2 separate regions of the Canis lupus genome follow, and region 1 is linked to region 2. The links are chromatin contacts, called in public Hi-C maps. All regions are on one chromosome and are shown on one strand. Each heading gives the region's core, a stretch centred on a gene start, on an enhancer-like site or on the middle of the called end of the contact. The rest is flanking DNA. Distances are from core to core; before and after follow the strand shown.

The links. A called contact is a pair of places that touch in the nucleus more often than the background predicts.
Region 1: a Hi-C map of skin fibroblasts shows a contact between it and region 2, with 2.4 times the contacts expected there. The contact joins the enhancer-like site here to the promoter of GALNT10 in region 2. A contact is called at or near these places in 4 of 9 Hi-C or Micro-C datasets (amygdala, blood, liver and 1 more).

Annotation. Positions count from the first base shown.
Region 1 is chr4:56,458,845-56,465,156 of UU_Cfam_GSD_1.0, reverse strand. No RefSeq gene overlaps it. Among named protein-coding and RNA genes, the nearest start is that of FAM114A2, 33 kb to the left of the region's middle. Within about 2 kb of position 1,821, at least 2 of the 20 cell types and tissues checked have an H3K27ac peak or open chromatin away from gene starts, as enhancers often do.
Region 2 is chr4:56,355,222-56,361,791 of UU_Cfam_GSD_1.0, reverse strand. GALNT10 (polypeptide N-acetylgalactosaminyltransferase 10) reads left to right here and starts at 4,313. Exons shown (of 12, transcript XM_038534954.1): 1 at 4,313-4,486. The coding sequence starts at 4,328.

The sequences.
Region 1 (6,312 bases), core at 572-3,071, 110 kb before region 2:
AGATAGGCTTTGACCCTCTCCCAGCCCCTCCACTGACATTGTTCCCAGTCACTGTGGTCCCCATGACCTAGATGCTATTAAGTCTGGCAGCCAATTCTCAATCTTCATGCTGTGTGATGGGTCAGTAGTTTATGATCATTGATCATTCTCTCTTTCTTGAAATACATTCTCACTTGGGTTCCTGGGACACCACTGGCTCTTGGTTCTCTTCCTACTTCTTTTCTTCCTACATTGAAGTGCCCCTACGGCTTCCTCAGCCTTCTCTTTTTTTTTTAATCTACACTCCCTCCCTAAATATCCCACCATTTGGCTTTTCAACATCATCTATCACTGACAGCTCACAACTTGGATGTCCAGGCTGGCCATCTCCCTGGAGCCTATTCAGCATCTCCATTTGGCTCTCGAACAGATTTCTCAAACTTAACACGTTCAAAATCAAACTCCTGATTCCCCTGCTTAAGGAGACCTATCCCTCCCACAGTCTTCCCCACTGTATCAAATGGAAACCACATCATTCCAACAACTTTCTCTTACACCCTGCATAGAACTCATCAAAAATCCTGATAGGATACCTTCAGAGTACATCCAGGATCTGACCACTTTTCATCACCTCCACTGCTGTCATTCCAATCCAAGCCGTCATCGTGCCTTACAGCAGTAGCCTCCCAACTGAGCTCCCTGTTTCCTCCCTTGGCCCCCTTCACCCTATTCTCAAGCCAGAAGCCAGGGACCTCACGCTTGGCTGCACCTTTGAATTACCTAGAGAGTTTTTAGAAATGTCATTGCCCAGCCCATAGCTCAGATCGGAATCTCTGGGGGGTAGGGCTAGGGCACAAGTACATTTTTATTAAAATCATATCATGGCACTCCTCTGCCCCAAACTACCAACAGCTTCTCATAAGAAAAATGAAAGTGTTTGACTCTGACAAAACAGTGGGGCCTCTCAGGCCCTGAAGCAGTGGTTTTCTGACTGTAGCGGCAGCAGACTCAGCAGGAGGGCTTGTGAAGACCCGTGCTGCTGGAGCCCACTCACACAGTTCCCCACTCAGTGGGTCTGGGGTAGAGCCTGGCGATTTGCATGTGAAACAAGCTCACAGGTGACACTGAAGCTAGGCTGGGGACCCATTGCCTTCTGCCATCTGACCCCAAAGCTTCTCAGCATCTCCTGCTGCTCTTCTCTCAACTGGCCTCCTTGTCCCTGAAACAAATGCGGGTAACCCTCCAAGGACTTTCATTCCTGCCCTTTTACCTAGCTGGATGCTCCTCCCCATCTCTCTCAATTCCTTCTTAGAGATCACCTCATTAGTGAGGCTTTTCTGACCACCTGATTGAAAAGTGTTGCCCTTCTTCCCCTCATGACCCAACAACCCCTCTTCCCTGCTGAATTCTTCTACAGTTCTGAGCATCCAGCATCTATGTGCACATACATGAATGTATATTTTCTGCCTCCCCAGCTGGTGCATTAAAGTGTAATAAGTGAAAGGGTTTTGTTTTGTCTGCTTGTGTGTTCACAGTGTCTAGAACCATGGCTGGCACACAGTAGGTCTCAATAAATACAAACAAAAAGACTAAAAAAAAAAACAAAACAAAACCCAGAAACTTAGTGGGAAATCAGACAAAAGTGCCTGTAGTTCTGTTGATGGGCACAAGGGGCCGCCGTTGGGTCGCAGAAAGGACAGGAAGTCGCTGCTGCCCTTCCTCCTGCTGCCGGCCCTCCTAATACAGTCCTGAGTGGAAACAGCAGACAGGCACCAGGGTGGCCAACCAGGCCCAGCTGGGTGGGAGCAACGTTATTATCTCCTAAAGCCACATGGCCAACACCAAGCCAAGCAGCTCCCGGAGATCAGCTGCAACCCATACTCAGGAAGCTTTTGGAAGGGAACATATCAGGGTGGGTGCATTTCCACAAGTCCCCAATGAGGGTTGATAGTCACCAGCTCCTAGTGAAGTACTGAGGGGTAGGAGTTGGCCTGGGGCAAGAAGACACAGCCCAGGGTAGGAATTAGTCTGGTAGGATTAGTCATAACCACTCGGAGTTTAAGTCCAAAAACCAAATTTCCAAGAGTTCCCGTGGGGCTAGATGAAGCGCTTAGCTTGAATACATCCCTTTCTCAGTCTGGCATGTTCCAAGGCCCACTCTCTCCCCTTTCCTCAGTACTGTAGCCGTCTATCTGTCCACATGCACATACAGACACCCAAAGGCTCCAAAGAGAAGCCATTTTAATTCTCTATGACACCGTGGATTAAAGCTCTGGGCTTGGGAATTCAAAACAAAACCAAACCAAAAACACCTTCAACCGTGAGGACTTCTCTTAGTTGCAGAGAGTGGTCAGCACGTACCTCACAGGTGAGTCATGCTGATGAAATCCTGTGAAAGCTCCTCATGAACCAGCCACACGTCAGTGGGGTTGTCTGATGATGGTGGGAGCAACTTCTTAGCTTTCACAAAGGGCACATAACACCAGCGGGGATTTATCAGAAGACCCTCCCCCCCACCCACCCACCCAGCTGTAGACGTCAGGGAAGCCACAGTTTGATTTGCATACTATTTAAGAATAACATGAATTATAATAATGCCTAAAAAGGATGGAGCCTTCGCTATGGGCCTATGAGCCCATTTCATACTTGAAAGTTCATTTCATCCTCACAACACATCTCTGAGATTAGGGCTATTCTAATCCCTCCTGGCACAGGTAAGGAAGCTAAGACTCAGAGAGGTTAAGCAACTTGCCTTAAGTAACAGGCTAATAAATGAGATTGGGACCCAGGCATCCTCTCCCCTTCCCCCTCCTCCTGCACCAAAACCTTTTGAGTAAGCTAGAGGGATAGTGATATCTGACTCCTTTATAAAATGGTAGCACAATGTAGGGGCCCAGCCTGGGACTGTAGGGTCACACAGACCTGGTATGCATCCCAGCTCTTCTACCTCTGAGCTGTATAAACTTGGGCAAATGATTTCTCCTCTCTAAGCTATTGTAAAATGAAGATACTATTTCCCTGGGAGTGTTGTTGTGAGCACTAAATGAGATAATACATAAAGCACCGAGCCAGATCCTGTCAGAGGAGATGTCCATTTAATATTAATAGTCCACCGATTCCTCATTAAAGATGACAAAAACCTAAAGCATCAAGAAGCTAAATCTTAGTTGACATTACCCAATGCGTCCTCTTAGACGTTGTGGTCAATCCCTGGGCCATCTCTAGATAAGATTTTGTCTTTGCTGCAGTTGGTAGTCAGTGATCTCACCTATTTTCCTCAGTTCTCTCTTAGGCAATTCCTGATCTCCCTGGAAGGTGGAACCCACCAGAAGCCTTTGCCCACCCTGCTCTTGCTGGCCCTTCTTTCCTGCCCTCTCTCCAGAGATCAAAAAGAAGAGATGGGACTAGGAGAGATGAGAAGCCGCCTTGGTCACCAGGAGAATGAAGGTGAAAAGGGACATTGTGGAGGGGAGGCCACACCTGTACTCCAGTCAAGAGCCTTTTAGCTCTAAGCCACCGACTTGGGCACAGCAAGATTCACTTCGTGACGCAGCCTAGAACCTCATCTGGGATGAGAGCTGAAAAAATCCTCAGAGATTATTTCATTTTCAGCAAAGCTTCATGCTTGGTAGATGAGGCGTCACAGGGCGATTAACTTGCCTGGGGTCTCACTTTAGCAGAGCTGCCTCAGCACTCCGGGGTCCTGGCTCTCCAGACTCTTTGCCTTGTACCACTTTGAATCCCATGACCCCACCATTCTCTGCAAGGTGGTTGCCCTGGAACTTAGCATGGCCAAGGCAGGAGAGGTGGCCTTTACCCTCCTGGTGCTGTCTTCTCCTCAGCCCTTAGACCCCCAAAGCCTTTTTCACTGCCTCCTGGCTGCCAGGAACCCCATGCTAAACCCATGTCCTGAAGCTTCCCCTCTGCCCATTTCTCCATCACAACTTACCTTTCCTCCATCCCAGGCAGCTGTCAAATTCAGAAGGAAATCTGAGGTGCTGTGTTTATAACTGATAACGAACTCAAATAGTTCTGTGGTTGTTCATTTTTAAAATTGGTGTCCTAGAGGAATGAAACTTTTGCCCAAAGGGATAAGGCCCTTATGGTTAGAATTTTGGGAATTCTGAGGCAGATAATTCTCCCCGGCTTTGCCCCCACATGATTATAGCCTTGAGTTAGAGGTACATATGGTTTCAAGTAATAGCCTGATAATGCTCTGGTCTCTTTTCTGGATCTAAGAAATTCCGTGGTCTTCTTATCATACCAAATCTGAAGTCATTTATCTCCATTTCCTTGGACTGCTCTTTTAATCCATCTCTCCTCATCCAGTGCCTGGAGTCAGAAAGTGAAGGACAGTGGGGGGTTGGTGCCACCTGCGCATTGACTACTTCTTTTTGTGACTCCAGAGGCAATTGAACTCACCCCTTCCTAAAAAATCTCAAGTACCCAATCCCAAATGCCTCACTTCCACAGGACTTTGCCCCTTCCCTAAAATGCTTCCTAAGATCAATATAAGCATTAATTGTTAATAAAAATGATGGTGCTGCCAGCTGCAGTAGATTCTTCATGTTGTGATGATTCATGGTGGTCCTGAGAGATGGCGAGAATCCAAGTGTCAAGAGCTGGGATGACCACACATCCCTGTTTCTGTCTCTGTCCTGGCATTACCTGTAACTTTAATTCTCAAAATGTTCTGGGCCAGGGGCACCTGGGTGGCAGAGTCCGTTAAACACCAGACTCTTGATCTCAGCTCTGGTCTTGATCTTAGGGTTGTGAATTCAAACCCCGTGTTGGACTCCATGCTGGTTGTGGAGACTACTTTAAAAAAAAAAAAAAAAGTGTTCTGGGCTAAACAATAAACTCTATTAAGAGCATGGGCTTGGGAGTGAGTTTGACCTGGATTCAAACCACAGCCTGTTTCTTAGTAGCTGAGTGACTTTGGACAAGTTACTTAAGGTCTATGAGCATCAGTTTCCAAATGTGCTGAAAGAGGATACCATTAGCCCCCCATTCATAGGGTTCTTTGGAAGGAATGGTCTTGCTCTGTGCCAAGTGCATAGACAGTATAATGTGGGTTAGCTCTGTTTCTAGGATTATAGAACATCCATGTGCATACTCCTCATTTATGGACTCCTTCAAGGAGTATGTTGCACTGAAAAAATTTGCAACCAGACAGAGGAGCATTCAAATCCCAGCAGCGTGACTCCTAGCTCTGTGACCCTGGGCAATTCAAATGAGCTTTTTGAGCCTCATGTAACTCATCAGTGCCACAGGAATAAAAATCTCAGGGTTGTTGTAAGGAGAAAATGAGATGAAGATATTAGAAAACACTGTGCCCTGTGTCTGAACTCAATAAACGCTGCTTCTTATTACACTGGGGCACAGAGAGGTGGGAAGGCACAGAGAGGTGGGAAGCCCTGCCCAGCTACACGGCGAGGGTTCACCAGTGAAAGACAGAGCAGGTCAGCCCTGGGCACTTCCCACCTTCTCTTGCAGTCTTGGAGGACCAGGCTGTCCTTCCTCCTTGGGTCTCAAATGCCCCAAGCCATCAGCCTCACATCTAACTCAATATAAATCCTTCTCATGCCTTCCCCAACTTTACCTTGGAGATTAGAAGATGTCAGGATGACCCATGGCTGGCCCTGGGGTTCCTAGATTAGAACCACATTTCAAGTCTGTGGAACTGATGTCCATTGGTTGGCTGCGTGATACTGGGCAAATTACTCCACCTCGCTGAGCCGCAATGTCAAGTGGAGAAAGAAAATGATCGCCTTGCAGGGTGATTGGCAAACCCAAGTCATTCTGACTCCCAAGCCCAGGGCTTTTAACTTTGGCTCCACTTCCAGTTCAAGAACTGCTCAGTCTGGGGATCCCTGGGTGGCGCAGCGGTTTGGCGCCTGCCTTTGGCCCAGGGCACGATCCTGGAGACCCACGTCGGGCTCCTGGTGCATGGAGCCTGCTTCTCCCTCTGCCTATGTCTCTGCCTCTCTCTCTGTGACTATCATAAAAAAAAAAAAAAAAAAATTAAAAAAAAAAAGAGAACTGCTCAGTCCCATGGCCATTTGGGGAATGTTTAAGACGATGGTAGGTAATAAATATAGAACCTAAAAATGAGGTGTGTAAGAGTGACTTCCACAGTTTGGGATTTGGGCTAAGAAATGAGATGTGATGCTACCTCACATGGGTATTCTATTCAAAATAGATATTCTATTCTATTCAAAATTCTATTCTATTCTATTCTATTCTATTCTATTCTATTCTATTCTATTCAAAATAGTCCACAAACCATTTGGCCTGTTTTTACTTCCCATACCTGTAAGCCTCTAGCACAGG
Region 2 (6,570 bases), core at 3,064-5,563:
AATCCTTTCTTTGTGTCAGGCATGTATGTTGCAAGATTTGGGGATAGAGCAGTGAAGGAACAGCCAAGGTCTCTGCTCCATGCAGCTGACATGTTATCTGGAAGAGCTCAATAACAAACAAGTGAATAAGCAAATAAATAAGATTAAAAATAGGAGAGATATGCACTATGAAGAAAACATAGCAAGATGTAAAGTATGGCAACGGCACTTCAGGTGGGCGGACAGGGAGGCTCTCTGTGAGGAGGTGACATTTAAACTAAGATCTGAAGGATGAGAGGGAGGAATAGTGAGGGAAGACCAGGGCCCCAGTGTTCCTGGCAGAGATAAGAGCTAAGCAAAGGCCCTGGGGCTGGATTGGGCAGAGTGGTGTCAGAACCTGGAAGAAAGTGGGAGCGGCTAGTTTGGAGTGAGTGATGGGAGAGTAATAGGAGAAGAGATTGGAGAGGCCCAGGCCACGGGGAAGATTCCAGCCATGCAGCTGAAATCCTGTTCATCTCTCCTCAGTGAGGCTGGACTTTTATTTCAGCAAAAGTTACTAGTTTTATCACATCGGTGTCTGCACTAAGCCCTTTATGCACATCATCTCATTTAATGCCCACAATAGTCCTAGGTCAGTCTGAAAGTAACATATCTTGCTCAATTTCAGTCAGTGACCAGAACAATTTTCCCAGAAAAACAGCCAGAACTAATAGGCTGCCTACTTGTCTTAAATGGTATGGTCTCAGTGAGTGGGATAAAGCCTCAGGAGATCCCCCCAGCATCCCCACACTGTAGAAGGTGATCAAAGAGCCTTGGGATTAAAGCTGGGTTCATGGGTTAGAGTTTCCATTGAAGGCTGACCGAGCTGGTGTGCAGCTTTGATCAACAAGTCACTTGGTAAGACACAAGAAAAAGCTCAAATCCAATTTTGTGCAGACTCCTCTAGGGAGCTGGAAGAAGGGGTGGGGAGAAGAGAGACACTGAAGATTTTCCAGTACATGACCTCAGCTGCTATACTTCAGTCATCCTGTTATTATTGAGCACCTATTGTGTTCCAGGCCTGAGAGGGGCCACAGCTTAGCTCTGCGTGGTCTGAGCTGGAGTATGAGCTGAAAATCCAATGTGCCCTGGCTCAGCTCCTGCTGCTTTGGCTCAGGGAGAGGGGATACCTTTCTGCAATTTCCTCTGCTTGTAAGGAGCACCAGTTTTCTGATTTCCAAAAAAAGAGAAGTATATGCTAGAAGCAGAACATACTGTAAAGGATCCTTGTTCTAAAGAAATATAGAGCAAATGGAGATGGGGTGCTCTTTGATATTTGAGATCAGCTGGTCAGGGAGGCTCCCTCCAAGGCAGAACATTTGGTCTGGTTCCTGAGAGATGGGAGGGAGAGAATCAAGCAGAGGTTTAGAGGAAAAGATTGCTAGACATTGGAACAGCAAATGTGCAAAGGCCCTGAGGCCATCATCAACTTGGTGCACTTGAGGAATACAGCAAGAAGACCAGTGTAACTAGAAGGGAAGGAGAGAGAACAAAGTCTAGAAATCAGGTCAGATCATGTAGGGCCTCATGAGCTATGGTAAGGATTCTCACAGATTATTGTAACATATAAGGAAGTCCCAGGCAAGTTCCCAGGAGCAGAGTGAGCCTCCTCTTTGTAAAAGGATTGCTCCAGCTACTGTTTCTAGCATTGTGCTTCTGCTGTAAAGGCACATAAAAGAATTTTGCAACATTATCTTCACCTCCAGGAACTTCCACTTTTGTCAGAGATAGATGGAAATTCAATTATATAAATACTGTGTTATCAACCACAGTATAAAAAGGATAGGGGTCTTTATAGCAGCATGAATAACGATAGCCAAAAGACGGCAATAATCCAAATGTCCAGGCATGGATGAATGGATAGACAAAGTGTGATGTATACATACAATGGAATATTACTAAATCTTCAAAAGGATTGAAATTCTGAAACATGCTGTAACATGGATGGGCCTTGAAAACATTATGCTAAGTGAAATAAGCCAAACGCAAAAGGACAGATATTGGATGATTCTACTTACATGAAGTACATAGTTAAACAACTGGAATGTATGTAATGCCGCTGAATGGTTAAAATTGTAAGTTTTATGTTATGTACATTTGCCACTGAAATAATTTAAAAAACACAGTTCTCAAGGCATAGAGCTAAGATCTAGAGGTAAAAAAGTGAGCCTTCTGGGTAAAGGCAACAGCAAGTGCAAAGGCCCAGAGGCAGGAAACAAGCTCGACAGCAAGAAGGCAAATGGGCTGGGGGATAATGAAAGAAAAGGTGACGGTTATTCATATATGGCCTTGTGAGATCTTACAGTTTCTTACAGAAATCCAGGAGATGGGAAACGACTGGAGGGATCTGAACAGAGGGGTGATGCTATCCACCCTTTGTTAAAACAGGATGATCATTCTGATAGCAGCTTTCTTTAATGAGTCGCATTTGCAAATACGGGTAAGAAAAGCACTTACTTCACAGGGTAGCTAACTGTGAGCATTAAAAGAGGTAGCGTGTGTCAAGGGTTTAACATGGTGCCTGGCACAGAGTTAAGCCTTCAATAAAAGGTCAGCATTACTGTAGCAGAAATTCAAAGAAAGAGCAGCCCTCTGAGGAGTTTTGGAGGCGTTCCTGGAGGAGGTAGCAGTTCAGCTAGACATGGAAGGATAACAAAGACTTCTATCAACACAGATGTGGAAGAGGAGAGGGCTTTTGGGGTGGAAGGAACTTCATGGACGACAGCACATAAAGGAAAACAGCCATCAACAGGCAGGACAGGCCAGAGATAAGGCAGGAAGTGTCAGTCAACTCTGGAGCTTAGGTGATGGGAGCTTTAAAGGTTGTGGAGATGCCCAGATCCAGGCTAGAATTTCAGCAGAATTGAATCCCCATCGCTCAGCCTGGAGCTGGAAGACTGGGGAGGACGTCAGGACGGGTGGTCCAAGGCCGGGGGTGGCTGGGCACGGAGGTCAGAGAATGAAGAGGACGCAGGTGGCTGCGGGTGGCGAAGAGGAAGGCAACCGAGAGGGCGCGTCATCCCGCGCCATCAGAGAGGAAGCAATTAAGCGGAGGGCACCGAGGAGCCACAGGCGTCCCCGTCCCCGTCCCCGTCGGAGTCAGCTCTGCAGCCCTTCACAGAGCCCAGGCGGCTCGACTTCCTCAGAGCCCTCATCAGGGTTACAGACCCACTCCCTCGCCTAATGCAATTATGCATTTTTTGTTTCAGCTCCCAGACTACAGGGCTCGAGCCTGTTTTCACTTCACCCCGGTGCCTGGCACAGCGTCTGGCCCTCGGAAGGCATTCACCAGCGGCTTGCTGGTTGCTGACCGGGAAACAGAAACGGACCAGAGTGTTCCAGAAAGGGCTCCGTGAGCTCAGCGCGCCCAGAAGTACTCACTGGCCCGGAGGGCATCCCAACTGCACGGAGACTGGGCTTGCGTGAGAAGGGCTCCTGCAGAGGCTCGGGTCCCCTCCCGCCGCTCGGCCGGACAGCGGTCGGGTGGCAGGAGGGCGCAGCACGCGACAGCTTACAGAGAGCGTGCACAGCCAGCGCCAGGGACCCGGACCCCGAGGGCAAGACAACTAGGGCCCGCCGCAGAGCCGCGCGCGGGGAGCACAGCTGCGGCTCCATTTCCCGCCTGGGACCACCGAGTCCCCGGAGCAAAGTTGGTCCTCCGAGCCGAGCCGAGGGGGTGGGCGGCCGCAGCCCCGAGCCCCCCCACCCCCGCGGGCCGCGCGCGAACTCCCGGGGGGATCCGGAGCAGAGCTCGCGGACAGAGCTCTGGGAGGGGGTGGGGGACCCCGCGCGCCCCCGCGCGCCCCCGCGCACCCCCGCGCACCCCCGCTCCGCCCGCACCAGTTAGCGCCCAACTCGCCAACTCCGGGACTTTGGCAAAGCTGCCGCGGGCGGGGCGGGGCCGAGGAGCGGGCCGCACCATCGCGGCGCGACAGGGGGAGGCGCTCGGCCCCGGGGGCCCCCTCCGCGCCGGGGCGGGCGGGGAGGAGCGGCGCGGGGGCCGGGGCGCGCGGCCCGCGGGGCGCGGCAGGCGAGGCGCGGGGGGGCGGCGCGGGGCGCGCGGCTCGGCGGGCGCGGGGCGGCGGCGGCGGCGGCGGCGGCGGCGACACCCCCCCGCGGCGGCGGCGCGGTGGCCGGGCCCGGCTCCCCGGCCGGCGAGCGGCGGAAGTGCCGCGGAGTTGGAGCGGGGCCGGCGCCGCGGCAGCTCCTCGTCGCTGAGCTGCTGCCGCCGCCGGGCGGACGGGCGGACGCGCGGAGCCGGGGGCCGCGCGGCGGGGCCGGCGGGGCGCGGCGGGGCTCACCGGCCCCGATGAGGCGGAAGGAGAAGCGGCTCCTGCAGGCGGTGGCGCTGGTGCTGGCGGCCCTGGTCCTTCTGCCCAACGTGGGGCTCTGGGCGCTGTACCGCGAGCGGCAGCCCGACGGCACCCCCGGGGGCTCGGGGGCGGCGGTGGTCCCGGCGGCCGGACTGGTGAGTCCCCCCGGCTGCCGTGGGGGTGGGGACTCTGTCTCCCCGTCTTCCCCTGGAGCCTTCGGATCCTTGCTCCTCCTTTCCCTTTCTGTCTCCTCGGCGTGCGCCCCGGAGACTCTTCTGTTCTTCCCATTTTGGGGATTGGGAACATCGAGGCTCAGAGAGGACGGGAGCTTGTCCAGGGCCCCACGTCAGTCAGAGACAGAATCCGAACTAGAAGCCGAGACTCCTGTTGCTCAGTCTGGGAGGTCCGTCTTGTGCCTTAGGTGGGCATCCTCCTTTCTGTCCACGTCTGGTGTTCCTTTACCTCCCAGCATCTCTGGCTTGTGGAGGATCCTGCCTGCATCCCCTGTATCCCAGGACGACTCCTTCTTCTGGAACTGCCAGTCCTTCTATTTAGTGTCTGGGTCTTTGCAGCTTTCGCCCCCACCTGCTGATTCCAGTGTTCCTTAGTCAGGTCAGCCCCTTTCCTGTTTTCCCGTCTGCCCAAAGGGACACTAGGCCTCCTTCGTCTACCCATTAGTTTCCCCTCCCCCTCCTCACCCTCCCTCTTTCCCAGATCTGTGGGTTCCTTGGAGGATGCAAAGACCATGCTCCCCTTGAAGCTTCAGGTCCTCCTGGAGGGGGGAGCGCCTGGTTCTTGGGGGGCCTCCTGCCTTTTACCTTACGGGAGTCTAGAAGAGTTCTAGTGGAGGGACCCCCCACAAATTTCCCAGAGGCTCTTTGTACCCAGTGTGCCCTGAGAGTGGAACATCAGGTACCTTCCTTATCCCTTCTCAGAGTACCCATGATCCCTTTGAACTTGTCCAATTTGACTAGGTGTGTTCCTTCTTGCAGCCAAGCCTGGGATCTTAATTGTTCTTGCTTCCTCTGAACTCCCCCACGTGTGTGTGTGTGTGTGTGTGTGTGTGTTGTGTCACTCGTGCCTATAGACTGATAATGGTAGAAGCTCTGTTAGAGCACTCCTACCTTCCCCGCTCCTGGCTCAGTAGGTGCCGGTGAGTGTATACGTGCTTGACCTGTTTCACGCAGTGGGACATTTCAGGTTCTCTTCTAGGATTTCCTGGACCCCATGCGACATGGAAAATTTGTCCATCGGGGTCAAACTTGGCTGATGAGGGAAGAAGCTGACTTTAGAGGTTGATGTTTTTCCTCTCTTCCTGGTATCAGGCTGCTGTCTGGGCAGTCTGGCGTCTTGAGCACAGAGGGCTGCTGGCCACAGAGATGACCAATATGAGTACAGCCTGTCACTCTCCTAATTGTTGCAAACCATCCTGGAGGGTCTCGTTGATCTCTTTGGTAGATCTTAATGTGTGGAAATTAAGCTTCTCAACTTCTTCACTAAACCTCTGGTTCGAACCCTGACAGCCATATTAGACCTCTTTGCCTTAAGTTTTTGTTTTTGCAAAAAATATTTTATTATGTATTCATTTGAGAGAGAGAAAGAGAAAGAAAGAGAGAGACAGAGTGAGCACAGGCAGGCGGAGAGGGAGAGGGAGAGGGAGAAGCAGGCTCCCCGCGGAGCAGGACCTGGAGATCATGACCTGAGCGAAGGCAGATGCTTAACCATCTGAGCCGCCCAGGCGCCCCCTCTTTGCCATAAGTCCTGTATGCATATGCAATTTTCCTTCATGAAATCGTTCTGCTGTTCCCACCCTATGGCAGCATCAGTGGCAGGAGGTCAGGGTTCCATCCTCGGCACTACCATTAACTTGCTGTGTGTGTCCTGGATCACCTCTCATCTCCCTCTCTGAGCCTCCGTTTGCCATCTGTAAAATGTGGTTATTGGTCCAGCTCCAGCATTGTGAAACCATCAGTGCATCAATCAGAAGTACAATGGCCACTTCTTTTTTCTTTCCTGAGGGCAGGGGTCCCTTGTAGCATCTGGAGCTGTGGGGGCTCCATCCTGGACACAGCCCCAGGTCAAGGGGGGACTGTCCTGCCCAGTACTAACTCTCCTTTGGAATAGCTGTAGCCAGTTCTAAAATAGCTCATGACATTCTGCCTCTGCCTGGAGAAAGCCCTCGTATTTCATTTGCCGTGGATGCCAGAGACATCCTGATTTTCATTTTCTATAGACCCAG